Regions from separate parts of the Mus musculus genome. Here regions 1, 2, 4, 5 and 6 are each linked to region 3. Evidence: chromatin contacts called from public HiChIP or PLAC-seq and promoter capture Hi-C data. All regions are on one chromosome and are shown on one strand. Each heading gives the region's core, a stretch centred on a gene start, on an enhancer-like site or on the middle of the called end of the contact. The rest is flanking DNA. Distances are from core to core; before and after follow the strand shown. Region 1 holds the start of Arhgap23 (Rho GTPase activating protein 23). Region 2 overlaps Plxdc1 (plexin domain containing 1). Region 3 holds the start of Pcgf2 (polycomb group ring finger 2). Region 4 holds the start of B230217C12Rik (RIKEN cDNA B230217C12 gene). Region 5 overlaps Srcin1 (SRC kinase signaling inhibitor 1). Region 6 has its middle 31 kb from the start of Fbxo47.

The links. HiChIP or PLAC-seq counts read pairs in DNA pulled down with a chosen protein or histone mark. Capture Hi-C pulls out chosen DNA fragments and counts their contacts.
Region 1: a contact with region 3 is called in an H3K4me3 HiChIP or PLAC-seq map of embryonic limb bud, with 3 times the contacts expected there. The contact joins the promoter of Arhgap23 here to the promoter of Pcgf2 in region 3. A contact is called at or near these places in 9 of 39 promoter capture datasets (the 3T3-L1 cell line, cranial neural crest, embryonic stem cells and 5 more), 1 of 484 Hi-C or Micro-C datasets (the G1E-ER4 cell line), 9 of 115 datasets of contacts at active chromatin or transcription factors (bone marrow-derived macrophages, embryonic basal ganglia, embryonic forebrain and 5 more) and 1 of 9 other capture datasets (liver).
Region 2: an HNF4G HiChIP or PLAC-seq map of pancreatic cancer cells shows a contact between it and region 3. The contact joins the enhancer-like site here to the promoter of Pcgf2 in region 3. A contact is called at or near these places in 1 of 39 promoter capture datasets (cranial neural crest), 4 of 115 datasets of contacts at active chromatin or transcription factors (the SCID.adh cell line, effector CD8 T cells, embryonic stem cells and 1 more) and 1 of 9 other capture datasets (pancreatic islet).
Region 4: a contact with region 3 is called in a promoter capture Hi-C map of adipose tissue. The contact joins the promoter of B230217C12Rik here to the promoter of Pcgf2 in region 3. A contact is called at or near these places in 4 of 39 promoter capture datasets (embryonic stem cells, hippocampal neurons, liver and 1 more), 6 of 484 Hi-C or Micro-C datasets (the N1E-115 cell line, Th1 cells, cerebellum and 3 more), 2 of 115 datasets of contacts at active chromatin or transcription factors (both in embryonic stem cells) and 3 of 9 other capture datasets (adipose tissue, liver and pancreatic islet).
Region 5: an H3K4me3 HiChIP or PLAC-seq map of embryonic stem cells shows a contact between it and region 3, with 20 read pairs. The contact joins the enhancer-like site here to the promoter of Pcgf2 in region 3. A contact is called at or near these places in 11 of 39 promoter capture datasets (the 3T3-L1 cell line, the C10 cell line, embryonic stem cells and 7 more), 20 of 484 Hi-C or Micro-C datasets (B cells, CD8 T cells, the G1E-ER4 cell line and 11 more), 24 of 115 datasets of contacts at active chromatin or transcription factors (the 230-238 cell line, the HPC-7 cell line, the SCID.adh cell line and 13 more) and 5 of 9 other capture datasets (adipose tissue, embryonic stem cells, liver and 2 more).
Region 6: an H3K4me3 HiChIP or PLAC-seq map of embryonic stem cells shows a contact between it and region 3, with 14 read pairs. The contact joins the enhancer-like site here to the promoter of Pcgf2 in region 3. A contact is called at or near these places in 5 of 39 promoter capture datasets (hippocampal neurons, liver, neutrophils and 1 more), 1 of 115 datasets of contacts at active chromatin or transcription factors (embryonic stem cells) and 1 of 9 other capture datasets (pancreatic islet).

The regions. Positions count from the first base shown.
Region 1 is chr11:97,446,863-97,451,429 of GRCm38.p6, forward strand. Arhgap23 (Rho GTPase activating protein 23) reads left to right here and starts at 3,298. Exons shown (of 19, transcript NM_021493.2): 1 at 3,298-3,503; 2 at 4,530-4,567.
Region 2 is chr11:97,933,869-97,938,253 of GRCm38.p6, forward strand. Plxdc1 (plexin domain containing 1) reads right to left here. Exons shown (of 14, transcript NM_028199.3): 10 at 107-167. Among named protein-coding and RNA genes, the nearest start is that of Plxdc1, 50 kb to the right of the region's middle. Within about 2 kb of position 2,228, at least 43 of the 459 cell types and tissues checked have an H3K27ac peak or open chromatin away from gene starts, as enhancers often do. A contact at or near this core is called in pancreatic cancer cells, where this site is marked.
Region 3 is chr11:97,697,119-97,701,333 of GRCm38.p6, forward strand. It overlaps Pcgf2 (polycomb group ring finger 2), which reads right to left and starts at 2,530. Exons shown (of 10, transcript NM_001163308.1): 1 at 2,418-2,530.
Region 4 is chr11:97,838,136-97,842,768 of GRCm38.p6, forward strand. B230217C12Rik (RIKEN cDNA B230217C12 gene) reads left to right here and starts at 3,000. Exons shown (of 3, transcript NR_169086.1): 1 at 3,000-3,094; 2 at 3,339-3,441; 3 at 4,049-4,633. It overlaps Lasp1 (LIM and SH3 protein 1), which reads left to right. Exons shown (of 7, transcript NM_010688.5): 7 at 1-630.
Region 5 is chr11:97,508,698-97,512,920 of GRCm38.p6, forward strand. It overlaps Srcin1 (SRC kinase signaling inhibitor 1), which reads right to left. Exons shown (of 20, transcript NM_018873.2): 20 at 643-3,951. The coding sequence ends at 3,817. Among named protein-coding and RNA genes, the nearest start is that of 4933428G20Rik, 10 kb to the left of the region's middle. Within about 2 kb of position 2,809, at least 81 of the 459 cell types and tissues checked have an H3K27ac peak or open chromatin away from gene starts, as enhancers often do. A contact at or near this core is called in B cells, CD8 T cells, the G1E-ER4 cell line and 8 more, where this site is marked.
Region 6 is chr11:97,913,068-97,917,640 of GRCm38.p6, forward strand. No RefSeq gene overlaps it. Among named protein-coding and RNA genes, the nearest start is that of Fbxo47, 31 kb to the left of the region's middle. Within about 2 kb of position 3,159, at least 11 of the 459 cell types and tissues checked have an H3K27ac peak or open chromatin away from gene starts, as enhancers often do. A contact at or near this core is called in embryonic stem cells, where this site is marked.

The DNA of each region.
Region 1 (4,567 bases), core at 2,048-4,547, 250 kb before region 3:
TGGGGTGTACTGAGCATGGGCTCATCCTATACGTGGACAAAGGGATGTCTTGATAGGAATAGGGGGGCCCTAGAGTAGGTATTAAAAATGTGAGCCTAACTCACCTTACTGTCACCGTTGCTATCTTAAGGGTCCTTTGCTGGCTCTCAGACTCCAAGGTATTTAAAGCTGAAGTCCCCAAACAGGCAGCTTTCCTGCCCTGCCTCTGTCTGTGGACAGCCATGGTGACATGGTCCTTCTGAGTTCTCGTGCCACTGAAGGAGAAGGAGTTCACTGTCCTAGCACAGGTTCCAGTAAGGGAGTCTTGTTGGCAAGTGATGGAGTTAGTATCCATCCTGTGTCCTGCTTGGAATCCCTGAACCTGGAGAAGGAAGAAGGGTGGGAGCCACAAGTATATTGGGTATCTCTCTGGTTCTGTGATATGTCGTCTCTCCATACACATGAGGTCTCCCCAGCTTGCGTCTTCACAACTTGATAGGTGCCTTATTTTTTAAAAAATATTTTATGAGCATTTGTACCTGAGTGTGTGTGTGTGTATGTGTGTGTGTGTGTGTGTGTGTGTGTGTGTGTGTGTGTGTATGCGCACCATGTATGTGCAGGGAGCCAGAGTGTTAGAAGAGCGTGTTGGTCCCCTGGAATTAGTGTTACAGTTGTATGGCAGTTGTGAGCTGATAATGCACGCTGGAAACCAAACCGAGGCCCTGTGCAAGAGCAGCCAGTGCTCTGAAACCTCAGGTCCATCTCTCCAGCTCAGATAGAGACCTCCTTTTAAACTTTATTAGTGTGTGTGTGTGTGTGTGTGTACACGCACATGCATGCGCTTAGGCTAATGCCAGAGTGTGCATGTGCCATGCAGAGTGTAGAGATCAGAGGACGACTTGGCAGAGTTAGCTTTCTCCTTCCATCTTTATGTGGGTTTCAGGGATTCAGTTCAGACTCACATCCAGGTGTCGTCAGCCCTGTAGGGTCCTCTTGCATGGCACCCTTTCCGTTGTCTTGTGACTTATGTACGAAGTCTGCTTGACCAAGAACTCTGGAAGGGCAGAGGCTGTGTCTGTCCACACATGCTGTGTAGTCTGGCTTCTAGCAGAGGACAGAGACTCAGCTCATGGGTTTGGACAGCTCTCTATGTATCCTTCTGGTGTGGGCCCTTGTCTGACTGTGGGCATAGGTCCTGTGGATGTGTGGGTCATTGCATGCTTGTGACTGTGTGATCATCCTCTGAGTGTGTGTCCTCTGTGTGTGTAGCTGTGCATGGGTGTGACCTTCAGCAACCACCCCCAGCTAACCTGGCTGATGCCCACCAGGACCCTCCCCACGGCACCGCCTGGAGCCCATGGACACCATCTTTGTGAAGAATGTGAAGGATGGTGGCCCCGCCCACAGGGCGGGGCTTCGCACAGGTGAGCTTGTCTGTGACCTGATGTAACACTCCTCTGGGACTCACATCGATTTTAATTGGGTTGGGATTCATGAACCTAGATGCTGGTGAGATTCCTCTTCGTTTACTTCCATTCATGCTTAGTACATGGGTACACTGCGCTCCTGCTTTGGATTCTCACATGTGATCCCTTGTCCCTAGGAGACCGGCTGGTGAAGGTGAATGGGGAGAGCATCATTGGGAAGACCTACTCCCAGGTCATAGGTCTGATCCAGAACAGGTGAGTGTCTGGCCAAGGTAGCACGCAGGCACCCAGACTCCTTTCCCCCCAACCTGGGCCCTGCAACCGGATCCCTCTCCCCAGACACTGTCCTGTTGCCTCTGCTTGACCCTCTCCCTGTCTCTGCAGTGACGACACCCTGGAGCTCTCTATCATGCCCAAGGACGAGGACATCCTCCAGCTGGTGAGTCCTTCTGTCTGCATGGAGGGCCCCTGTGGGAGAAAAGAGAAGGAAACAGCCCAGCATTGCTCAACTGGTGCTTCCAGGCCCATCCCTGGGCCGGGGCTGCTTCTTGCTTCACTTGAGCCTGCTCTGTGCTAGAGAGAGAGAGGAGGAGAGAGAGAGGAGGTGCTGGCCTTGGTAAGCAGGATTCCTGCCAGGGTATCTGAAAAGAGGGTGGCCCAGCGGGCCCTGCCAGCTTGGCATGTTCTTGTTTGCTCCTGTGAGAGATGCCTGTTCCCTGTACCCCCTCCTCACTTGGCCTGAGGGAACATGGCTCTAGAGGTGTGTCCATAGATTCGAACTCCAAACACCACCCTTCAACACATCCCACGGCCAGAGGTACCACTTGGTACATATCAGGACGCTCAATCCTGCATAGCCCTGTACAACTCAGCTCCATAGAAGACACAGCATTGCCGGGCAGGACTCACAGAGCCTCTCCCTGTCTCTGTGCCAGTGTACCGCAGTACCCAGGTAGCACACAGTGGGACCTCACAGCAGCCTCACTTGCACCTCTGTCTTGTAGCACAAACTCTGTACACATCTGGATTCTGTGCTGTTGTGACATAAGCATACACTGGTGTGTTATCGCAATGCTGCCCACAAATGTCACCGCATGCCACAGCCCCTTTCAGGCATCTATGCTTAGTGATATCATAGAATCCCAAATTCATCCACGTGAGATACAAAGTCTGAACTTGTCACAACCAGTGTCTCAGCACACCGAGAACATAAAACCCTTTGGGAGGGTGCTACCCAAAGGCCTGCCCCACATGTGTTGTGTGAAGCAAGCCCAGAGCCTTGTGTCTGGAGCCTGAAACAGTCCCCCTTGCCTAGTGCCCTGTTCTTGGTCTCTTGGCTCCAACTCAGATGCCAGCTTGCTTGCCTCTTCGGTCACTGCCCCTCAGAGGATGGCTAAGGGCCAAGCCCAGAGGCTCGGAGCTGCTGTGCTGGCTTTGGCTGTGTCACTGTAATGACAGGGCCACACTTGGCATGATGCCTCCCCGGGGAACCTCCATTCCTGACCTCAGTTGTCCCCTTGCACTTCCTGGAGTTGAGAGGGAAAGAATGGAGGCTCAGAGAGGTGCACGGCTCACCCAGAGTCTTAAAGAGCTGCCTGTGCTCCAGTTATGAGAGAGGAACAGGGCATGGCACCCTGCCTCAGTCCAGCTGTCAGGGGCAAGGGGCAGCAAGGGCAGCAGCCTTGAACTCTGCCAGACCTAGACCCAAGTAGGCTGGCATCCCCAGATGTCAACATCTGGGAGCTCCCACGACCCGCCATCTCCAGTCAGCCAGAGGGTGGGGCCCAGGCATTCCTGTGGTTGGGAGCCAAGGCTGGAGGCCAATCGGGTGGCGGCAGCTGCTGACGCCACCACCGACGCGGCAAGTCCCCTCCACACCCATCCTCCCTCCTCCTACCGCCAGGCAGCCGAAGAGAGCCGGGTGGGGGAGAGGGGAAGCTTCAGGGAGGGCTGGCTAAGGGGACTAAGGGACTTAAATCAGCTGTGCAGGGGCCCTAGTGAGAGGTAGCTGGGCAGCAGTCACAGGCTGGCGGAATGCTGTCTCCGCCACTGTGATGCTGGGAGCTCCAGGAGCCAGCAGGATGGCAGGAGGAGGAGGTATGTGTCGCTGGCCCAGGATGCCAGGCTGGAGGGGCCGAGGGTGCGGGGGTGTGGTTAGCTGGTCCTTGTCACATGATGTTTGTGTTTGGGACTGGAGGGGTAGTTTTTTGTGTGTCTCATTGTGTGTGCAGTGTCTTTCGGGGTGTGTATCTTGCCGTTTCTCTGTGATGTGATGTAGTATGTGTGTGTGTCTGGGCTCACCCTTCACCCTTTGCTGAAACAGGCCCCCTCAGCTCAGCCAGCACTAGGCTCGGCAAGAGCCACAAGGCTGCTGTCCGGGGGTGGGGTGCCTCCTTTTTTGGCTGAGCCTGGGCACCAGCCCTGTCACTCCTCAGCAATGCAGCGTCAGCTTCAGCAGCCAGTGCCAAATTCCAGGCCTGGGGTGGCAGGAGGTGGCCCAAGGCCCCTTAGCTTGTCCAGCCCCTCCTTTAAACTGGTCTCTGGGGGGGCAAGAAGTGGTCATGTTCTTCACCACAGAGTACAGGCCCTGGGCCCCAGCTCACATCACCCTATAGTGAAGGGACCTTGGCCTCTTCCAGCCTCCGCCTACCCTCAGACCACCCCTCCTTGGACACACCCACTCCGTAGCCAGCTTTCTAAGGTCCTCTAACCACCTTGACAGATTTCTGCCCATTGCCCCCACTGAACTGCAGCCAGGAGCTGTGGGCATCATTGGACATAAAGGAACTGTAGGCAGGGGAGGGCAGGGTGGAGGAGGGCAGGATGGGGGAGGGCCCTAGCAAACAGATGTTGGAATGTTTGTGGCTAAAGGCTGTCCTTGTTTTAAAAGTCTTACAGAAATCTGGCTATTTTGAGAGAGAGAGAGAGAGAGAGAGAGAGAATGAATCTTATCTCTTTGTCCTCCCTCAGGACTCTCCTTGGAGCACACCCTCATCCATTCAGGATGCCCCTACTTAATCAGCTCCCTTGCATTTCCTTGTGAGAACCTGGGTACCCTAGGGCTGATGCCTGTCATCTGAGTCCGGTCTGCTCATGCTTTTATGCCTCTGTGTTTCCGGCCAGGCCTACTCCCAGGATGCCTACCTAAAGGGCAACGAGCC
Region 2 (4,385 bases), core at 978-3,477, 240 kb after region 3:
AGCTGTCACAAGGCAAAGCCACCAGGAGAAGCATTATCAGGGGTAGAGTCCTCTGGCAGGACAAACTTCCAAGCAGGGACTACAGCAGACCATTCACATAGCTCACCTCCTGGGCACAGCCGTAGGTCAGCCATTCTTGGCGGTATCGGTCAAAGCCACTGGAACACCTAGAGGGACCAGATACAGGAGATGGGAGGGGTTCAGTGTAGGATCCTCCCCGCTTTGCTCCTCTACTGATCACAGCTCTGTGAGGATACTGTGGGAGGGGCTCAGTTCCAGGCTGGCTGGTTAGGCTCCAGAAGGGGCCCCTGCATAGGTGCCCTGGGAAGGAGAGATTATGGGATTGGCAGTCAGACCCTCATGCCCTCTAGTTCTTCCTTCTGATCAAGGCTTTCTCTGCCCAGCATGTTTGTGTGCGTATAGGACCCTGGGACCTCTCGGGGTCCCCTCAACTCTGTCCTAGGGCAGGGCTGGGATGTCTGTGATTATGCTTTTTTTTGGAGAAAGTCTTGCTCATTCAAGGGCTTCCCACCACTATTGAGGAGACTCCCCCCTGGCAGCAGAGGTTGGGTGGAGGGTGGCATCAGCTGATGTAGCCAGCTCTCCCTATGTAATCACAAGGAGGCAGCAACAAGGATGGTACCGAGACTGAGGAGGCTCCCTGGAGAGGATGCTGCAGTTCAGACAGAAGATGTCAAGGGCTTTCCTAGGGAGAGGGTGGCGTGCAAGCACGAAACAGAGGATGTTCTTTGCATCATCCCGCTTAAGTTTCCATTCTTCCTTCTTAGTGCCAAAGGAAGCTACTAAGCCCTACACAACCCAGGCATATCTGCAACCCAAGAGTAAGATCCTAAGCCACTAGCACAGAGAGAGCATGCTCAGCAAGCTAACTCAGTCACAGCATCTGCCATGTGCCCACACTCCAGCAAGGCAAAGCAATGCTTCCCGAGGCCATCCACAGGGGCTGAGCTGGGTCAGTCACTCCTGCTTTCATGATATCCTAGCCCACTATTTAGGGGATGGAGGACAAAGAGGACTTTGGAGACTGGAACTCAGGCTTCTTTGGTGATGTTGGCGGATTCCTCTAAGACTGGGTTGGGTCTGGCAGTGGTGGCGCACGCCTTTAATTCCAGCGCTCTGGAGACAGAGGAAGGTGGATCTGAGTTTGAGGCCAGCCTGGGCTACAGAGTGAGTTCCAGGACAGCCAAGGCTACACAGAGAAACCCTGTCTTGAAAAACAAACAAACAGAATAGTCTGAGTCTCCATAGCGGTTGCAGCAGTGTATGGCCAAGAATCAGTTCAAGGCCCTCCTGGTGTATACAGCAAGTTGACCAAGGTTCTGTCCCCAGCAACTACATGGAAAATCACAACTTTCTGTAACTCCAGTTCCAGGGGATCCAGTGTCCTCTTCTGGCCTCCAAGGGTTCCAGGCATGTACACGGTGCACAGACTTACATTCAGGCAAAACATTCATATGCATAAACAAATCAAAAACCAAAAAACCAAAACCCACCACAACCCCAAGTTTTCAGTTTGGGTTCAACCGCACCACATGTTAAGCCTCGAGCTAGCCAACACTGTCTCAGAGAAGGGAGTGAGAACGGGCCTTACTGAGTGCCTCTTGAATGTCAGCCACCGCACCAGACCCATTCCCAGGGACCCTCATGATGTTACGGTGAGGTGAGAAGTACTAAGCAACTGCAGGGCTGAAGCCACCCTTGGACTCCTCTGTGAATCAACGGGACAATTGTAGAATACAAACAAGGTACCTGCATGGTCAGTGAGATTGTTCTTCTCACAGCAGGGAAGGGAGGCCCTGAGTGGGGGAATGGAAGAGAGGGAGAAGAGACTCACAGGTATGCCTCTGGCTTTTCAGGAACCTAGGATTAACTCTCATTTGGAGCTGAGGCTCTTAGAGAGCTGGCTGGGGGAAGCAGGGGCTGGAGTGAGCCCACGGTGCTGTGGGTGTCGGCCTGAAATGAGTAGTTTCTGCTCCCTTGTACCCTCTGATAGAGCATCTCTGCTTTAACAGAGGTACAACCCACCAGCAGAGCCCCCAAACTCCCCCACCTGGCCAGCATCTTTACACCAGGGAACTCCGGGTCTCATTACACTGCCTTGTCTCTAAGTTGGGTGTGGCCACTAACTGGGGTTGGTGGTGAAGGGAGAGACTGCTTTGTCTGCAGGAGCCGTCTTTAATTTTTTTTCCCTATGACTCAGCATGGGTTGGATGCTGAGTCATACCTGGCAGGAGCCCCAGGATCCCAGGGACCATGTGAGGTCACCTCAGGCATCACCCTAAGGCTCAGAAAACATGCCTCAGCTTTAAAAATGCATGAGATAGGGGTACTGGCTGATCTTGCAAAGGATATGGGTTCAATTCCCAGTACCCACATGGTAGCTCACAACCACCTGTCACTCTAGTTACAAGTGATCCAACGACATCCCCTGGCTTCCTTAGGCACTGCATGAAAGTACACATAAACTCTACATATAAAATATAAATAAACCTTTTTTAAAAAAAAATGGGGCTGGAGAGATGGCTCAGTGGTTAAGAGCACTGACTGCTCTTCTAGAGGTCCTGAGTTCAATTCCCAGTTGTGACTTGGTGGCTCACAACCATATGTAATGGGGTCCGATGCCTTTTTTTCTGATGTGTCTGAAGACAGCAACAGTGTACTCATATACATAAAATAAATAAAATCTTAAAAAGGAAGAAATAGAGAGAAAGAGAAAGTAAAGAAAGGAAGGAAAGAGGGAAGGAAGAAAATGTATGAGATGAAGAAAGAAAGAAAAATGTATGAGATGAAGCACTCCAAAATGATGCTTTTGGGATCTTTGTCTCTCAGGATCACATTTTGTTGTCTGCTGGTCTCAGAGTCACTACACAACTAAAGATGACCTTCCTCTCAAGTGCTGGAATTATAGGCATGTGCCACTAAGACCAGATGTTTTTTTGTTTTGTTTTGTTTTGTTTTTTAAGATTTATCTTAAAAAAAATTTTTTTTAACATATCTGGGTGTTTTGCCTGCATGTATTATCTGTGTACCATGAGCATGCAGTGCCTGCAGAGGTCAGAAGAGGGCGATAGATCCTTGGAGCTGGAATTGCAGCTGGTTAGCTACTATGAGGGCTGAGATTTGAACAGTGTCCCTCTGAAAGAGCAGCCAGTGTTAGTAACAGCTGACTCACCTCTCCAGCCCTGACCTGGCTTGCTTTGTTTTGTTTCTTTGAGACAGGGTCTCACTACGAAGCCTTGGCTGTCCCGGAACTCACAATGTAAATCAGGATGACTTTAAATATCATAGCTATCGGCCTACCTCTGTCTCCTACATGCTAGGATTAAAAGCCTACACCACCACACCCAGCCCAGCTGGCCTTTTTACCAAGCCTTGCAGGTGGTTCTCACACTCTACAGGCAGTAACTGGAAGACAGCTAAGGGGCTAGGCCAGCTACTTCTTCTGGGGCTCTGTGCCTTTCCTCTTAGGGGCCCTGGTTGTGTTTGGTAAAATGCTACCTGGCACTGCAGAAGCTGCCATAACAGTGTCTGCCACACCCACACCTCCCCGAGTCACAAATGCTGGCCTTTTCATGGGGTAAAGGAACTGAGGTCCCAAGAAAAAGATCCTGGGCACAGCTGGAAGGAAGAACAGTAGGGAGGCTGAGCCCCTGTGCATCCCATGCCCACTGCTCCCTGATGGGTGGTTTGCCTCCAGTGTGCCAGGCCAGCAGGCTGTAGGATCAAGAGCTTCTATTTCTGCTCTGGGATGTTGGAAGGAAGCAGTTGAGATGCTGACAGCTGTGCAACAGCTGCACAGAGACCTGGAGCCTGCAGTTCTGACATTTTCAGGATGGCCTTAAAGGCTCTTGGAATTCGTGGGGCTTCACACTCTCAGGAGAGCCATCATCCTCAAAAGAGACTTTCCCACCATTTATTTATCTTGGCTAGAAGAACAGAGGTTTAATTGTGAGTCTAATCTATAAGGAGATGATTTCAGAACAAGGATAAGTTGGGTTTAAGAACTTTAACCACAAAACTGAATCTCATCCAGAATATCCGGAGCCTCCAAAAGCAAGCAAACAAAGCTTTGTAGCTGCCTGGGTAACCATGGATACCTGTAGTGCCCATGCCCCTGGTTTTCAGGAAACCCTGGTCCAGCCCAGAAAAGATCTTGGGCTACTTTTGGGAGCTCACCCAGCAATGATGGGCTTTTTGTGATATGGCCTGTCAGTTGCTTATAAATAGGTTACCATGTTAAGATGCAGGCCTGGGATCTCTCTGTAAATCTCGACTGAAGAGGCCAGTGACTCTGGTCTGACCACAGCTCTGACCGACTCTTCCTGAAGTCCTGGCTCAGAATGAGTTAGCTTTCCAGGAGCAAG
Region 3 (4,215 bases), core at 1,280-3,779:
ATCTCATGTGTTCATGTACGAGTCAGAGGGGTTCTGCACCAGGACACAAAATCTCTTATCTTTTCTTTCTTTCTTTTTTTTTATTATTTATTTATTCTATGTAAGTACACTGTAGCTGTCTTCAGACACTCTAGAAGAGCGAGTCAGATCTCCTTATAGATGGTTGTGAGCCACCATGTGGTTGCTGGGATTTGAACTCAGGACCTTCGGAAGAGCAGTCGGGTGCTCTTACCCGTTGAGCCATCTCACCAGCCCCTCTTATCTTTTCCTAACCTTTGGCAGTGGTACAGCCCTTAGCATGGAAAAAAGATAGAAGCCTCGACCTACCACTCAGTTCCTGAAAACAGAAATAAATAAATAAATGAATAAATAAAACAGTAATAAAGAATTTACAGACAGCAGCTCAGTAAGATGCTCACATCCGGAGCCAGACACACCCCCTTCATCTCTTACATCCCCAGCACCCAGAGCCAGATAAGCCTGGTCATGCACACAGGCCAGACAGACACTTGGCCAGACACACACCACCACATACACAGCAAGGCTGGAGCCAGGCTCCTACTCCACAGATGCAGAAGTCATTTCCACCCACCCCATCACATCCCTGCCTGAAACTGGAGCCACAGACATTAACCTTCTGCGAACCTCTAGTCCTCTCAGGGCAAATTATAATTTAAGTCTTCCAGCAACAAAGACAGGTCAGCGCCCCACCACCACTCCGCTATAGGGTCCGGGGTGGGGGTAGGGGGGCGCTACAGTAGGCATCTGACCTGTATAACATGTAACCTCTTCCACTTCAGCCTCTCTCCATTCCCATGGCAACAGCTCCATCAACCACTCAGGGAGTTCCTTTCCCCCTCCCCTGCTCACCTCCCAAGCCTTCAACTTGAACAGGATCAGGCGACGCGACAGCCGGACTGGATCCTGGAGGCTGTTTCCTGCCTTATTCCAAACACAGTTCTAAGTGTGCAAGCCCCAACCTCAAACCAGGGGAACCCCTGGGAAAACCTCTCCACCAAAATGCTACAACAGAGCTGGCTTTATGCTCCTCCGATTACAGTAATAACACCTTGGAGCAGGGATGTGTGTATGTTGGGGGTGGGGGTGGGGTTGTCATGAGTTTCGGGAACAGCACAACTGCAAGAAGTCCAGAGAGGGAGGCCCAAGACTGTGAGAGCCAGCTAAGAGAAGCCCCTCCCTCAGCGAGAGGAAGACCAAAAGAGACTGAGGCAACATGGGGGATGGCGGGAGCTCGGCCGGGGGCTACGAGAGACAAAGACGCAGGGACAGCTCTAGGTAACACCTGTACATACTTAAACATATTTAAATTTACACATACACACACCCTTCTCGATCAAGCAACCACAGCAATTTTGGATAGACCCGGGAAGTGAGGGATGGAAGAGTAGGGGGCTTGCCTAGACGCCCCTGGGAGTCAGGAAGGGCGCGGGGCGTCTGCAGGCTCAGGGTTCCCCGGGTTTCAGAGCTAGCAGCGGCAGAGCTCAAGGAGAAAAGAGTAGCCGCTTCCCTTTTCGCCTCCTGTGGCAGAAGGGCCAGCTCATCAGACCCCTTGGCCACTCATGAAAAGACAGAGCATGCTAAATCTCTCCTCACTCCCGTTCTTTCCCCTCCACCCTTGCTTCCCCGCGAAGCCTAGGTCAAAGGATCAGGCACCCCCAGTGACCGAGTGGCCACTCCTTCCCTCCCTAGAGCCAAAGTTTGGTGGGGCCCCGGGAGGGAGGTAGGGAAAAGCTCAGCCGAGGTGGTTCAGGGAGGGGGCGGGGCGCCTCGCACCGGGACGAAAGGGACCTCTGGGGGAGGTGCCCAAGATCCCGACCCCAGGAGTTAGGGCGCCCTCCCTCGGCCACCAGAAAGCCAAGTCCCCTTCCTCCGGGCCTCAAGTCCTCGCGCGTCTACCACGCTCACTGCCCACTCGGGAGGCGACCCTTGCCCGACTCGAAGGGGCCGAGCCACAGTCTGCTCCAGCTTGTGGAGATCCTCGGGTCGGGGGCGGAGGGGGGGGCGAGACCCACCCTAGCGTATGTCCCCAAAGCCCTCGTGGCCGCCCGGACCCTCCCCCTCGATACCTCGCAAGCAGGGTCTTAGCAGGGGGCTGCTGCACAAAGAGGAGGTGGTCGAGGGAGACTCCAAATCGTTAAGAGGGGGAATCCACTTCGGCCATCTTGGAAGGGAGGAAAGGAAAAAAAAAGAGAGAGAGACCGGGAACGAGAGAAAGAAAGGCGGACCGGGCGAGCTTGGACAGCGGCTGGCGGGGCGGGAAGGGACGCGGGCGGCAGGCCAGGCCGGGGCTCCCGGCTCCCATTGGGGTCTGCGGGGAAAGGTGAACGGGTCCCGGTCGCCAGCCCTAGACGCTTACGAGGTAGCAAGGAGGCAAGCGCGAGTCGGCGTCCGCTTACCTGGCTTCGGGGTCCGGTGGGTCTCGGGGAGGGGGGGATGGGAGGGAGGGAGGGAAGGGAGGGGAGGGGGACCACAGCCCTGTCGCTCGCTCGGTCGGCGGGAGGGGAGAAACCTATGATAAGAAAGGAGTTTGTAAGAGCAGCTTGGGGAGGGGAGGGGACCAGAGGGGAGGGGAGGGGCCGTGGGGGGGGGCAAAATGGCTTTTTTCCTCCAGACAAGAGTAGGTCCCGCCCACTACTCACCCACGTGACCTCATTCCTTCAGGATGTTTGCAGAGAGGGAAAGAGGAGGGGGAGAGGCTAGCTCAGCTGCTCCCCACCGCCTTGCGCTGGGCTTCCCCCAAACCAAGAGGAGACCACCTCTTATCCAAGCAGATCCCTTGAACCCGGAGGAAAGGTCCTATTGTGTTACCTTCAGTCATGAAACCACCACCTCCTCCTAAAATAAGTGTGTTCTCCCCACTTCCACCGACTCTGCGATCCCTACCCTAGCTGGGGAGCTTGGAAAATGGTGAGATGCAGACTGGGCGGAAATGTGTCTCGCGGCACCCGGTGCGTCGCCGCTACCAAAGGGCGCTTGGGCGGGGGACGCGGCGCCGCTGGCCACGCGTCCGAGTGAGGTTCGCTCACTCCAGCTGAATCCCTTGGGATTCCTAAGTGCGTGTGTGATCCCCCCCCGAGCGTGACCTCACCGCCTCCCCACACCGATTCGGGGTCCTCGCACCTCGCGGGAAACGCACGGTGGCCTCGGGGCTTGGCTGTGGCCGAGGCTGGCGCGCTCAGCGTGCTCGGGCGGAGAAGAATGGAACGCAGTCCGGGGCGGGGAGAGCAGCCCGAGACACGAACTCGGGCGCCGAGCCAGAGACACAATAACTAGCCGAATTCGAGAGGCCCCGACGCAATAGGAAGCGAGGAGTCGAGAGAGGACGCGCGCCTTTTCGCCGCCGGTGCGCCTCCCTCGCGGCCGCGGAGGGGCCGGCGAGCGCGAAGGTGGCTGGTGCCAGCCCACTCCGACTGTCGCCCTCGGCTCCACCCAGCGCTCGCTCTCCGGTCCCCAGCGGCTCCGGGCCCCGGGCAGAGTAGGAAGGAGAGCTAGAAGAGACGGCGCCAAGGAAGCGAATCGATTCTGCGTTACCACAAGAACCGTGGACCTCAATAGGTCGCTCGATTTCGCTGATTCGTTACTTATGATTTATTGGGGGGTGGCCACTGTGACTGTCCCTCCAAAGAGCTCGATTATCCGGCCTGAAAAGCCTTTAAGCGCCTGGTGGGTTGGCTCGAGTAAGGAACGAATCTTTGTCGAGCCTGCCTCCTCTCCTTGTTCCAAGCCTAAAGCAGTCCCGAAGTGAGTGCTTTTATACACTGGACCGCTTATCAGGAGCCCTGTGAAGTCTGTCCGCCCAGTGACCCCACCAGCCTCAGCTCTCAGCCTGCAGAGCCGAATGACGGTGTAAAGGAAAGGCAAGAGATTTCCGCTTAGATCGGGTGGTCCAAGTGGGAGCGGAAGAGGCCCCGGGAGGATCGGTCACTTGCTTCCCAATCCCTACATCGGGTACCACGAGCTCACAGGCTACTGTGGAAAGGGGTCTCGAGTTAGACACGCCCACTGTCATCACGGCCCATGTGTCCCAGCATCTTGAACTCTGCTAGAGCAAACACAATTGCTCAACGTGAAGGGTACTGCCTGGCTACCTTTTGTTTATTGGGGTGGGTATCCATTTGCTCCTCAATTATTAAGGTCCAGTTCCAAGGAAACCGCTGGAGAGTAGGGACACACTGAAGACCCACCACCCACTAA
Region 4 (4,633 bases), core at 1,750-4,249, 140 kb after region 3:
GGGAGAGGAACTACCTAAGGTGCTGAGGGCCCCAAGCCTGCTGGAGTCCATACTTTTCCAGAAACATCTACCCCTAGAAGAGCACAGAATCCCCCAAGCCCATAGTCTCTTCCTCTGTAAAGGTCTTTTCAGCCAATCCAAACCCAGGAAAGAAGGCACCTTGGCTAGACTGTGAACTTAACTTTTGTGGACCAACCCCATAATGCAAGAAGCCCCATGGTGAGCGACATAGGTTCTCCCCCCCGGGCTGCTTCCTGTTCTCCCTCCTCACGTCCCTTCGGGGACATTTTATTTCCTAATAGCTGGACATAAGACAAAAAGTACCACCCCACAGAGCCTATATTTAAACAGAAACAGAAGTGACCCTGTGAAGTCCGCCTCTGTCCAACATTTCATCTGTGTATGAATGTGTGTGTGTGAGAGAGAGTATGTGTGCGTGTGTGTGTGTGTGAGAAGCCACCCACTCATCTTTTATATATCGGGTTGTCATCTTTCTTTGGTCCCCTCCCTCCTGGCCTTGTCCTTGGGATCATTTCTTTCTGGCCTGTTATGATTTTGAACATTGACTTGAACCACAAAGTGAATCTTTATCCTGGTGAGTCAAATAAAAATGTAATTTTTACCTGCGGACTAGGCTTCTTCCTCTTTGACTTCTGAAGTAACTTCTGTGTGTGTCCCGTTTGTCAGGGGGCATTGACCTTGTCCCTCACCGTGAACCCTGCTACCATTCAAAGAGAGCAGGATTGCTCTAGAAACCAGAGTTGCTCACTCTTCCTACCCTGACACTTGCTTTCTCCTTGAGGACATAGCCCGGCCCTTCAGTGACATCACCAGTGACAGCTCTGCCCACCCTGGGGTACTGTCACACTCGAGGCTGGCATTCCCTGAGTTCAGAGGGCCCCTCACACTGTCCTCCCTCTTCAGTTAAGCATCTTCCTTCTAGCCACCAGTGTCCTCCTGGACAGTTGGGAGGTGTCATTCATTCAAGTTCCTGCTGGCCTTGGGAAGCAGGCTACTCTGCAAGAGTTCAAGCCAACCAGTGAGCTCAGCTCAGGCTTTCTAGCCCAGAGTGTACTGCCACGTTTGACTTGTAAATTGATAGCAAGTAGGACAGCCCACAGAGCCACGGAGCCTGGAGAAACCCTCCACAGGGTAGTCTGGCAGGCAGCGGGAGGCAGTCTTCCCTCTCCCGTCTCCCAGCTCTGGGATGGCCCGTCCCCAGCCAGCTTGATGGCAAACACTGCAGCCTCTTTGCTCCTGGGAAGGCATCTGTGCTGAGCAATACAGCACCGCTGGACCCTGACTCCTGGTCGGCAGCCACCTGGCCAGAGGCTTTGTGGAGAGGGGCATTTCCTACCTGGGTTTCACGTGAAAGCATTCTCTGGACTCCCTCCGGAACAGCAGGGAGAGGCAAGGGCTAAGTGTAATCTGAGTGAGCTGAGTGTGGGGAGTGCTCCAGGCAGGGGAAGGACCTAGCAGCGTTCGAGTTTCCCAAGAGCAGCCCAAAAGCCTGTGACCCAGTGTGGCCTTGTCTGCTGGACTCGCCTGCTCAGGAGGGCTCCCCTCTTGAGAGTGGACTAAGTTCCTGTTAGAAAGGGTGTTACTGGCCGGGCGCAGTGGTGCACGACTTTAATCCCAGCACTCGGGAGGCAGAGGCAGGTGGATTTCTGAGTTTGAGGCCAGCCTGGTCTACAAAGTGAGTTCCAGGGCTGCAGGGAAACCCTGTCTCAAAAAACCAAAAAAAAAAAAAAAAAAAAAAAAAAAAAAAAAGAAAAGAAAAAAGAAAGGGGGTTATTAAGATCTCAAGGTCTAGACCCTTCAAAGAAAATATTTGGGGAGAGTCTAAGAATGCCAGACCTTAGAAACTGACCTATAGAAATCCTTTCCTTTTTAATAAACAGTTGGTACACAACACAAAGCAGAAAGAATCAAAATACATCGCAGTGGGTGTGGGTTTTTTTTTTTTAATGTGATTGTTTATGTATGTGTGTGTACACCAAAGGGCATGTGTGGACATCACAGGACAACTAACAGAAAGGAGTCCTTGTCTTTCCACTGTGGGCCCCAGGGATTGAACTCAGGTCCTCAGGTTTGGTGTACAACACCATTACCCCTTGAGCCCTATCATTGAGTTTTTGTAAGATTCGGTCCCTCAGAAGAAACCACATGAAAGCCAGCTGTAATGGCAGTGCTCAGAGGCTGAGAGGTAGAGTCAGGAGAATCCAGTCAAGGGCCAGCCTGGGCTAACTGAGACTCCCTCAAGACAAAATAAAACAACAACAATAATTAATAATAATACAAAAAGAAACAACAAAACCATGCTTGGATTTGCATCTCTAGACACTAGGAGCGGGTGTGAGTGGGTTTTTTGCTGTTTTCTCTGATGACGACACGAGGTAAATTCAGAAGATCCAGAGAAAACAAACGGGGGAAACTGGCACCACAGAAGGGAAGGAGAGACCTCATGTGACACAAATGAGCTTGGGCTCTGAGGATCTCCCAGACCAACAAGGCAAGCCAGCGTCTGGTGGAATGTGAGAGGCTCGCTTTGACTCCTGCCCCCTATTGACAAGTTGTTAAATTTATCACGCAAGCTCCTGACCACCCTTGAGCTCAGGCTTTAAAAGACTTCAGACTGGTTGAAATGACCCCCAGCACAGTGAGAAAACTCAGATCCATGCCCAGGGTCGCCCTACCCCCACCCCTCGCCTCCTGAGACTCACATGAGACCTTCCTCTATGTTCTCTGAACTAGGTAATGGCCCACAAAACTGGCAACAATTTGTCTTCTGAGATAGATTACCAGAGATGTGTGAGAGGGAGAAGGAAAAAGGAAGGCAGAAAAATCCATTCCTAAGGAGTCTGTAGAGATCCTCCGCTCACACCTTCCGGAGCAGCCCACTCAGTGCAGAAACTGTATCTAAATAGAGATAGCGGTTTTTTTGTTTTGTTTTTTTTTTTCCACACAAAGGGGCGGGGCTGGCTTCCTGGGAAGAAATTAAACCTCTCCGGTTTTGCCTGGTCTAAAAGTAGCTGTTCCCTGGTTACCCACCGTGGACTTTGTGATTGGCTGGCCGTGATGGTGGAGGTGGAGAGTAAGTTGCTGATGGGGTTGCAGCATCCCTTAGCTTCAGGTCCCCGGGAGGGGGAGGGAACAGGAAGCGGGAGGGAAGAGGAGCCATTTCTCCGCGCTGACCGACCTCCACGCTTGCAGCTCCCACTTCCCCGGAATCGAGGGGACTCCTCTGCTTGTACTGAGCCATGCTGGATATTTTCATCCTCATGTTCTTTGCCATCATAGGCCTGGTGGTTCTGTCCTACATAATTTACCTTCTCTAGTGGCCTGGCGCTGCAGGGGCTGCGAGGGGAAGGATGGAGCTGAAGGGCCGAGCATCCTGCTTGCTGACGCACCGGTGGAGTTTTGCTTCTGGTCATTATTCGGGTATTGATTAAAAAAAAAAAATGAAAAGAAAGCTTGTTTTTGTATCTATTTGTCATACACATTGACGTAGCATTTCTTGGATCAATGTGAAAAGAATAAGAAAGGCCAGCTTTCTTTGGGAATTGATTTAAAATGTTATTTCTTAAAAATAAACATCACTACAAATAAGTAAATAAATAAATATAAATAAAATGCACTAGGTTTTAGGTAGGATGGGAGGGAGTGTGCTGGGGGGTGGAGGGGGACAGACTATTATTTCCTAATTTCCTTCCAGGTAGATGCAAAACCAAGTTGTCCATTCTCTCCTGACAATGACTACAGTACATCCTTATGTGTGGACAAGGCAGTTTTCAAATCTGCTGGCATAATTGTATTCATTAATTCACTGCTGCGCCATAACTGCATTCATTAGTTCACTAGTGATTAACTCCCACTTGAGAAAAAATAGCAAATGAAACCTACTTGGGGTAAGGGGTGAGGGAGATGCCCACTTTCCCCAGTTGTGTAGAGGAATGGGGAGGATTCTCAGAACTCCTGCTAGTTCCTGACCAGTAGGGGTACCCCTGCTGCAGTTTGCAGCTGACCATTGTTTTTGGGTTTCCCACAGCTCCTGTGTCGGGTCCAGCAAGAGGCCTCTCACCACCAGCAGCAATCCTGAGGCCCAACTGATCTCTTCCAGTGTATCCGGATGTGGCTGACCCTTGGCACGAAGGCATTCTGTGAGGCAGGGGCACTCCTGGGGACATCAGGAGTTAGTCCAAGAATGCCAGCCACTGGCAGCTGCTGCATGCGATTGAGCTGTAGACAGGGACTATTCAGAATATGGAAGATTGGAACAGTGAAGTCAGAGTGGAGACTGCCCAAACATTCATATGGACAGCCTTTCCTTAGGTCTAAATGCAACTGCACACGATGCTAAAATATTCTTTGCTTTCTGCTTCACAAGCAGGCGTTCCCTTGTAACCTCAAGGGCAAACACTGATCAGTAATTTACAGTTTGTACAGCCTGAGGTTGCGTGGTTTCCCTTGACTTACAACCCATCCCCCACCCTCAAAATTCCCGTTATTTGCATTCTTTAAGGTTTATCATTTCTTCCCTCCTTTTCTCATTTGTTCCCAGCTCCTTAGTTGACTAGAGGCGCATGGTTGTAAAGTCCTTATTCTTTGTGCTTACCTATAAAGCATTGAAACA
Region 5 (4,223 bases), core at 1,559-4,058, 190 kb before region 3:
ATCTGTTTCATGTATTTCATGTAAGTTTCCGTTAGTTCCAGGAGTCTGAAAGTGATGGAGTATACATCAGGGCTTATCCCTCCCAGTGGGCCAGAGGATGGAACCCAACAAGGCAGCGCTCCAGGTAATCTGACCATCAAGAGCTGGGCACTGGGGCCAGGCGGAGCTGAATCCAAACTGTGAGTTTAGAGATCTCTGGTTCTGTGACACAGGAAAGATGCCCAGGATCTAACTCACTGGCGGTCTCTTCTGTGACATCCAGCCTGAAGCTGACTCTTTGGAATTAGTGGAGTTAGCTGGGCATGGTAACACATGCCTCTAATCCCACACCGGGAATGTAGAGGAAGGTAGTGGATCTCTGAGCCAAGGCCAGCCTGGTCTACAGAGCCAGTTCCAGGACAGCCAGGGCTACACAGAGAAACCCTGTCTCAAAATTAAAAAAAAAAAAAAAAAAAAAAGGCGCTTGCAGTGTCCTTCCCCATGGTAGCAGGAATCAAGTGCTTCCTGCCCTGTCTGTCCCTTCTCTGTGCCATGCCCTCTAACTCAGGGCATGCTGGCTTCAGAGTCCCCACCCCTCTGCTCTTCACCCCACTTCCTTCCATGCCCCAGTGAAATAACGAGGCACAGCCCACAGGAAGAAGATCCAGGAGAGAAAAAAGAAACAAGTTTTATTAAAGCCCCAACACTCGGCTAGAAAAACCAAAAGGGACGGGAAGAGAGCGGGGAGGTGGGGAAGAGAGAAAGGACATTAAAAAGGAGACAGAAAACACAGCAACCCTTTCCATTTAGAAATCGTCAATTTACACTGACAGAGGTCACAATATCCACAGACGCCATCACTTCTACACCAACACAGGCCCTACAGGGTGGACGGGTGGGTGTGGAGCCGGGCTGGCCTTGGGGGGCCCCACTTGGGACCTCACTCAGAGCCTTTGCCCGAGGCCCCTGGGGAAAAGAGTATATTGTGGAAGGGGCCAGAGAGAACCCCCCATGCGAGTATCACAGCACAGCGGGCAGGGGTGAGGGGACCAGGTACAGGGTCCCCCGATGTGGCAGTTTCTCTTGTCAAGCACACACTGATGGATAGCGGCGAGGCGCATGCAGCTGGGGGTGGGGGCGGGGATTGACGTGCTGTGGGCTTTGAGAAGACAGGTGGGGTGGGGAGCTTGGGAGGGGTGCCGGGCGAGTGGTGCAGGGATGATGGAACACACACATGCACACGAGTACTCTCACACACAGAGACCCTCTCACACGCCTGCCTGCACCTGCATACAACCATACCCACAGCTGACGTTATCTAAACCCATCCCTATGTGGTCCTCACGTGAACAGCCAGGCGTGTCCACACACATCACACACGTCCTTACTCCCAAGGCTCTCCTCACACAATCATGTTGATACCAGGCAGGTCACATTCACATACATGTACAAGGCTTCACACATACAATATCACGTTTTGCCTATGCACACACAACCCATGCATGTGCACACACAAGTTATGTAGGCTTGTGCCAGCGTGTGCACACACACACAGAGGCTGCACACAATCCCATACAAATTCCTTCCAGGACACACTCGCGCAGTAACCAAATTGAAGAACTAGAACTACGCAAAGCCCACGGGGGCCTTGCCTGAGCTCGTGGGGCAGCCCCTGCATGAATAGTCACTTCTTCCACCTCCCTGTCTCTCCACAAAGGACACTCAACTCAGGACAATGACGGAGGGGCGCACACTCAGGTCTCAGGGCTGAGCGGGTGTGGGGGCAAGCAAAGAGTAGCAAGCAAAGAGAAATGGAGTGGAGGGGCCCCTCCCCCTCCCCTCCCAAGCCAGGGGTCTCTGTACAGCCAAATCAAACCAAACTGCTCCACAGGGACTACAGAAACCAGGCCACACGCCTGTCCCCAGCCCCTCCCCTGCCAGACAGTGGCCAGGGAGAGTGTGCTGTGGTTTTCTTTTTTTTTTTTTCTTTTTTAAATATTTATATATATTTATATTACGTATATTATATATATATAATATGTAAATATATTTTTAAAACAATATAAAATGTTAAGACACTTCACTTAAATGTAAAGAGTTGCTTGCAATTAAAAGTAATTGCATCATTGTGAGGTCCTTTTTTTTTTTCTATTTTTTTTAGGTTTTTTTGTTTTTTGTTTTGTTTTTTGTTTTTGTTTTTTTTTCTGGGAGGGATTTTTTTCTTCTTCTTTTGTTATTTTTCAAAAAGGCTTGCTTGCCTTAGTACAAAAATGACCCAAAGCTAGAAAACAAGAGCAAACTAACAAAACAAAAATAGAAATAAAAATAAACAAAATCAAAGAAAGGAAACACAACCCAGTTTTCCCTCCCAACCCAAACCCTCAACAGCTGCCGCTTGGCTTTCCCCTGCTGGGCGCCAGGGTCCTGGGGTTCTGTCCCTTCAATGGCTCCTCTCTGTGCTACTGTGGGACTGGTCCCAAGACCACACCTCTGTGCTTACATGCTTTGTGCTCCAAAGGGAAGCCCCTCCACCTTCCCGATCTTCTTCCTTCTTGCTCTGGCCCCACTGTAGCGGCTGGGGGCCAGGCCAGAACCAAGTCAGCCTCTCCCTTAGACTCCTGGACCCATTCAAAGCCAGTCTGTCCTGTGCAGGACCCCTGCAAGGTATCCAGACTGGAGTACTAACTGGCTCTTCTGCCTTGGGGACCCTCAAACACCTGACAAGTGGTCACCAGATCCCCACCGGCAAGTCGTCGCATCTCATGCCTTCCCTGAAAACCCTCAAATCATAGAGGCTGGCTGAAGGTCAAGTTGCGCCCTCTAGGGGTCAGAGACTTTACTGCACCCACCCGTCCCGTCTCCCTGTATCCCTCAAACCAGACCCTTCCCACCCTCCAAACATGTTTCTAGGCCCTTCCATCTTCCCCACCCCACCCCCATAAAATAAGTTAATGGCATTTAAAGTGCTAAATTAGGGAACTAAAAGTACCAGATGCCCCTCTCAGAACTGCCCTCTCCCAAGGCAGATCCCCAGGGGCAGGCTGTCCCCAGAAGCACCTTCCATAACAGGTGTCCTGGAGACCTCCTTCCATCTGTTGCTAGCACCAGCCGGACACTGAGCAGCAGCGAGCCGGCTTCTCCCCTGGCACCTAGTGTCCCCCCTTTCCCTCCTCACACCCAGCCTTGGCCTCTTCTCTGGGGATCCCCTCCAGCTAGGCCTGCTTCCAGGCCCACCCTGGTTTGAAAGAAAAACCACAGGCCAGCAGCAGAGTTCTGTCTCTTCGAAGGCTGGACAGACAGTGGGCGTCTCCAAGGCCAGGGTCTCCCTTGTCCATTGTCCAGCCTGATGCTGGGTCAGTCCTTGTCCATCTGTTCCTCCAGGAAGGAACCCAGTAACGGGAGGGGGGCCTCGCTCCGCTCCAAGTCTCCGTGGCTCAGAGTTTGTTCCAAGTGTTCTTGGGAAGTTAGAGGAGGTGGGAACTTTGGATGGACTTGGGGGGAGGGGAGGGGAGGAGGGTGAAAGAGCAGAGGGGAAGAAGATGACAGGAAGTGGGCGGAGCAGAGGCCGCTAGGGAACCGGAAGTCAGGGGAAGTTGGTGTGTTTGGTTTTTAGCTTTCTCATTTGCTCTTTAAAAAAGAAAAAAAGGAAAAGAAAGATAATTAAAGGAAATCGCTTAAAAAACCAAAAACACCAAGAGGAGATGAGAGGGCAAAGGGCCATGCCCCCTGCAACCTTTCAGGCGTGAGAGTGGGCAGGGTAGAGCGGGCATGAAAGGAAGGAGGGACGGATGGCGGGAGTATGGGAGGGGCGGGCTGGGGTGGTGGCATGAGGGGCTTCTAGAAGGAGATGGAAGAATTCCTTGCCCCAAAGGAAGTCAATACAGGGATGGAGGTTCTGGAACCAGAGGGCTTTTCTGAGCCGGGGCTTGAGGTCTCATTCGGACCGCTCACCTCTTTAGATGGTTTAGTGGCCTGGAACAAAAACAGGGGTCAGGGGTCAGAGAGAGCAAAGGAGAGCCTTCATGCTGGCTCCTGGCTGAAGTGTTGAAAAATGGGGAAACTCCACAAGTCCAAGAGACAATTAACTGCAAAAGCGAGAACCAGAGGGGGCGGGGCAGCTGGAGAGAGTGCTCCTCTGAACTGGGGGGGACAGGGTGGGGAAGTGTGTCGTCAGGGCACAAAGAAGGTTGAGGGGAGCCATGGGGTTGGATCAAAGGCCTGGAAAGCAGAGTGGGGAGGGGGGG
Region 6 (4,573 bases), core at 1,909-4,408, 220 kb after region 3:
ACTAAATAAATACGATTTTAAAAAAAGGCAGGAAGCCAGTCCCTACCCTGCAGACTTCCAAAAAAACCTGGGATGATCAACGAGACACCGCAAAGAGGAGGTGCTTTCAAAACAGCATTCACAGAAAGTATGATTGTGTTTGTGCTGAATTCTACAGCAGGGCCTGCCATCAAGCTGGAGTGGGCAGACGAGGAGGCTTCCCGTGGCCACACGTTCCGGGGCCACGCCCTTCCCTCGCTGCCACACCCTTCCGGCATCTGTACCTGGGCGCTCCCACGCTCCCTGTCTTTAAGACTTGAGTGTGTGGAAGTGTTTTGAGAGGTATAAAGCTCTACAGAGGAATCCTTTGATTAAGCGTGGGGGAAAGAAGGGGGTGGGGGCAGAAGTGGGGCGCTGCCTTTGCCAGACTGATGAGCTCCGAAGAGAGTGTGGGAGACAAGTGGATGGTGAGACCCACCTGCACCTAGGTTCTTATAATTGCCACTTGTCAAATCCAAACAGCCGGGAAAATGAAGACAGTAGATAGATGACACCATGGGACAGGTCTTCCTTTAGTTGTCAGAGGCGAGCGGGAGGGGGAAGGACATCGAGGGCCCGGCGGAGATGTGCATGGTAGACTTTGGGTGCCTGATCTTAGTGGCAGGACAAGAATCCCCTCCATTCCCCCCTCCTCTGTGTCTATTTCACAGCAGTCGATTTTCTCCAGAAACTGGAACCTGGATGGAAAGCAGGGTCTGAGAAGGGGTTTGTCCGCCGCAGTGCCCTCGGTCTGAGAAGCGGTTTGTCCATTGCTGTGTTCTTGGTCTTTCTTGGTTTTGTGCGCCCTCACTCTGAAGCACACTGCCTATGAGTTATGCATGTGGATGCTGAGGACCAAAAACTGGCAGGGGACCGCCCCAAGTTTGGTTTCTGCATTCACCTAAGGATAAGAGGAGCCTGCAGCCAGGTCTCACGCCTTACCCTGCCCTCTCTCAGGCCGAGCCCCTCCAAACCCACCCGTGTAAGAAAGCATCACCCGAGATTGCTGTGTCTCCTTCTGTGACCTTGAAAGAGCCTGAAGGCTTTCCAGCCGGTTTCTTCTCATTATCAAATCCGTGGGGGTGGGGGTGGGGGTGGGGTGGGGGGGGTGGCGGAGCCGCTCTGACAAGGAGAAGAGATGTTGGGCCTACCCTCATTTACCTTATCCAGTGAAGACCTGTCACAAGCCCAGTGTCACTTAGCTACTGTGTTGGGCTAAGGTTTGTTTTGTTTATTTACTGATGCTCAGACCTAGAGCCTCAAATGCTAGGGCAGCCTCTACCACGGAGGCACACCCCAGACTAATCTGTCTCTAAAAGGAACTGGTAATGGTTAATGTGATTGAAAGAGAAAAATCAGCTCAGTGCCTTGACATCCTGGGAACGCTGCCTGCTCTCTTTCTTTCTTTCTTCCCACAAAGAATGTGTGTGTGTGTGTGTGTGTGTGTGTGTGTGTGTGTGTGTGTGTGTGTGTGTGTGTGAGAGAGAGAGAGAGAGAGAGAATGAGAGAGAGAGGAGAGAGAGAGAGAGAGAGAATGAGGCAGTGACAGAGATCTCTGGAGATCTCCAGATATAGAAACAGAGATTTTTTTTTCAGATATAGAAGCTCACTCTTGTCCCTGTGTAGCCCAGGTTAGCCTCAAACTCAGGATTCTCCTGTTTCAGCCTTCACAATCACAAGTCATTGTGCTAAAGATATGTTTTGAGGACACATATAGGATGGCAGGAACTTGTGGGGAGTTAGTGTTCAAATGCCTCTGTCCTCAGAACAGTGATAGTTGTCCCGTGGGGGATGGAGGTGTCTCTCCTTACAGGACCAATCCTGCTTAATCAGTCAACAGGTTTTCCGGGGCAGGAGTGAAAATTAAAAAGAAAAAAGACAACATTGTAACATGACCCCAGCCAGTTCTGAGACTGAAGGCAAGTTTTGTTTGTTTTTTGTTTTTTGATTTTTGTTTTTTTTTTCAAGACAGGGTTTCTCTGTATAGCCTTGGCTGTCCTGTAACTCACTCTGTAGACCAGGCTGGCCTTAAACCCAGAAATCCGCCTGCCTCTGCCTCCCAAGTGCTGGGATCAAAGGCATTTGCCACCACTGCCCAGCTGAAGGCAAGTTTGTTTGTTTGTTTATTTGGTTTTTCGATACAGGGTTTCTCTGTATAGCCCTGGCTGTCCTGGAACTCACTCTGTAGACCAGGCTGGCCTTGAACCTAGAAATTCGCCTGCCTCTGCCTCCCGAGTGCTGGGATTAAAGGTGTGCACCACCACCGCCCCTCGGTTTAATTTTTCCCAATCTGCTTTTTATACCATTGTAATTACAGGCAAGTTTTAAGGGCGAGCAGTACAATAAGGAATTAGCAAGGCAGTAAGCAAAGTCCCATGGTTACTCCCTCTGCAGTTTCCAAGGACTTCAGAATGACCAAAATACCAGAGCCCACTTCCATGTCCAAGCTCAAAACTGGATTCTTGCCTGAAGCCTACTTCTTTTGTTCTACCCTAAGATTAAGACTCCTGCCTGAACTTACTTCCTTGTCACAGTCTCATGTCAGATTCCTTCCTGAAGCCCATTTCCTTGTCCTTGGCCAATGTCAGATTCCCGCCAAGCTGCCCACAAAGGCTCTTCACATTCACCCTGGATTAGCAGGTGGTGTCTGAAAGATGTAGACAGCCGGCCAAGCAGAACTCCTCCTTTTGGGAGACATAGCAGAAAACACCAAAAAAAAAAAAAAAATCTCTTTTCCACCCTGGGCCAATGGATGAGTGTACTAAGCCATTAACAATTAAAAAAAAACAAACATCAAGGGGGTGCATGTGTTCCAGACACTGAGTGGGTGTTCGACCCTCCCAGAAGCCTGGTGAGGCTGGGACCCATCATCTCCAGTAAACTGATATAAAAAGTAAGAGGGAGATACCGAGTTCCTGGGAATGGAGTCAGGCCCTGTAGCTTCAGAGGCAAGTGCTTGCTCTCCCACCACCCCACTCTGATGTCACAGTCGGGGCTTTCCCACATGCTCTGGGGTCCCAGGCAATTCTCTTCATCAGGCTTCAGTCTCCCTTGTACAAAGCCACAAGGTTGGGGGGTTGGATAAGAGAGCCCCTCTGTAGGCTGGAAAATGGTACGTTCCAGTCTGTAAGCCCTGTGACCCAATGATGAGAGAAGACTATTCCTGGAAAGCCAGAGCCTAGTGGCATGGGGTCACCCAATGGTGAGAGGGCCAGAGCCTAGCCCCATGGGGTTGCCCAACAGTGGAACCTCAAAACTCTTGAGGCTGTGGCAGAATCCACTTCCTGTCTAGAAAGTTGAGCTTCTATGGAAGAAGAAGTCCATAAAACCTTTGACAGACAGAGGGTTGACGTGTTGAGAAAGGAGAAGAGAAGACTCCCACTGTATCACTGAGCGGGCTCTGCCGTCTCCAGAGTTAACAGTTGTGAGGAACACATAGCCCCAGAAGGCATTTTTCCCCCAGAGCTGAGAAGCTGTCTGCTGCCATCACTGATTTGAGCCCACCGTGGCTGCTGCACTCACTGAGCCCACGGCCCTAGATAACTATGGAAACTAAGCCATAGAGTGTGTGAGTATGTGCGTGTGTGCGAGAGCGCGCTTGTGAGGATGATAAGGATAACTCATGAAGAAATGTGTGAAACGCCCTAGTTGTAATTGGCTGGATTTAGTTAAAAAAAAAAAAACAAAAAACAAACCTGGTCAGGTATAGCAACTTGCTCAACTCCCGGGGCCCAACTGAGATACATTGTGTTGATCCACGTGGACGCCCGCTGCCCGGACAAGACAAAAGTCAGCACCGACTCGGCCAGCTCCAGTGGATCCGAACAGCAGCAGGAAAGAGTCGTGAGCCTTATCTGAGAGCCGCCCTCGAGTCAGGCTATAGCTGGCCAGACCAGAATATTAGTGAAGTGTGAGTGTGAGGTGTGGTGTGTGTGTGTGTGTGTGTGTGTGTGTGTGTGTGTGTGCGCGCGCGCGCACGCACGCTTGCTGTCCCATATTGCCATTTATTTGTTTATTGCTGTTTATGAATAATAAGCTGTTAGAACCTTTCCTCCGAGTACTTTCCGCCCGTCATTAACCCCAATTCACAATTTGAGACAACTGTCTATTCATTTATGTTGTAGACTCTCAGGCGATGTCTAAAGCAAGCAATAATGCCTTACCTAAGGCCATATGTATTCAGAATCCAGATTGTTGCTTTAATGCTAAATATCTCTCTATAAAGGGAATATGAACCCCATCAGCAGCTTTTACAACAAATGCTAGGGTTCTAACTTCTCAGTTGGCGCGAGGCTTCTCTCACCTCTGGTAAGGTGGTCTTCTTTTTCCTCATGCGGTGGTTAGACAGGAATGGTCCCCATAGACTCACAGGAGTGGTACTACTAGGAGGTGTGGCCTTGTTGGAGTAGGTGTGGCTGTGTTGGAGGAAGTGTGATATTATGGAAGTGGGTTTTGGGGTCTCCTATGCCCAAGCTATACCCAGTGTGGCACACAGTTTCCTTCTGATGCCTGTGGATCAAGATGTAGAACTCTCAGCTCTTTCTCCAGCACCATG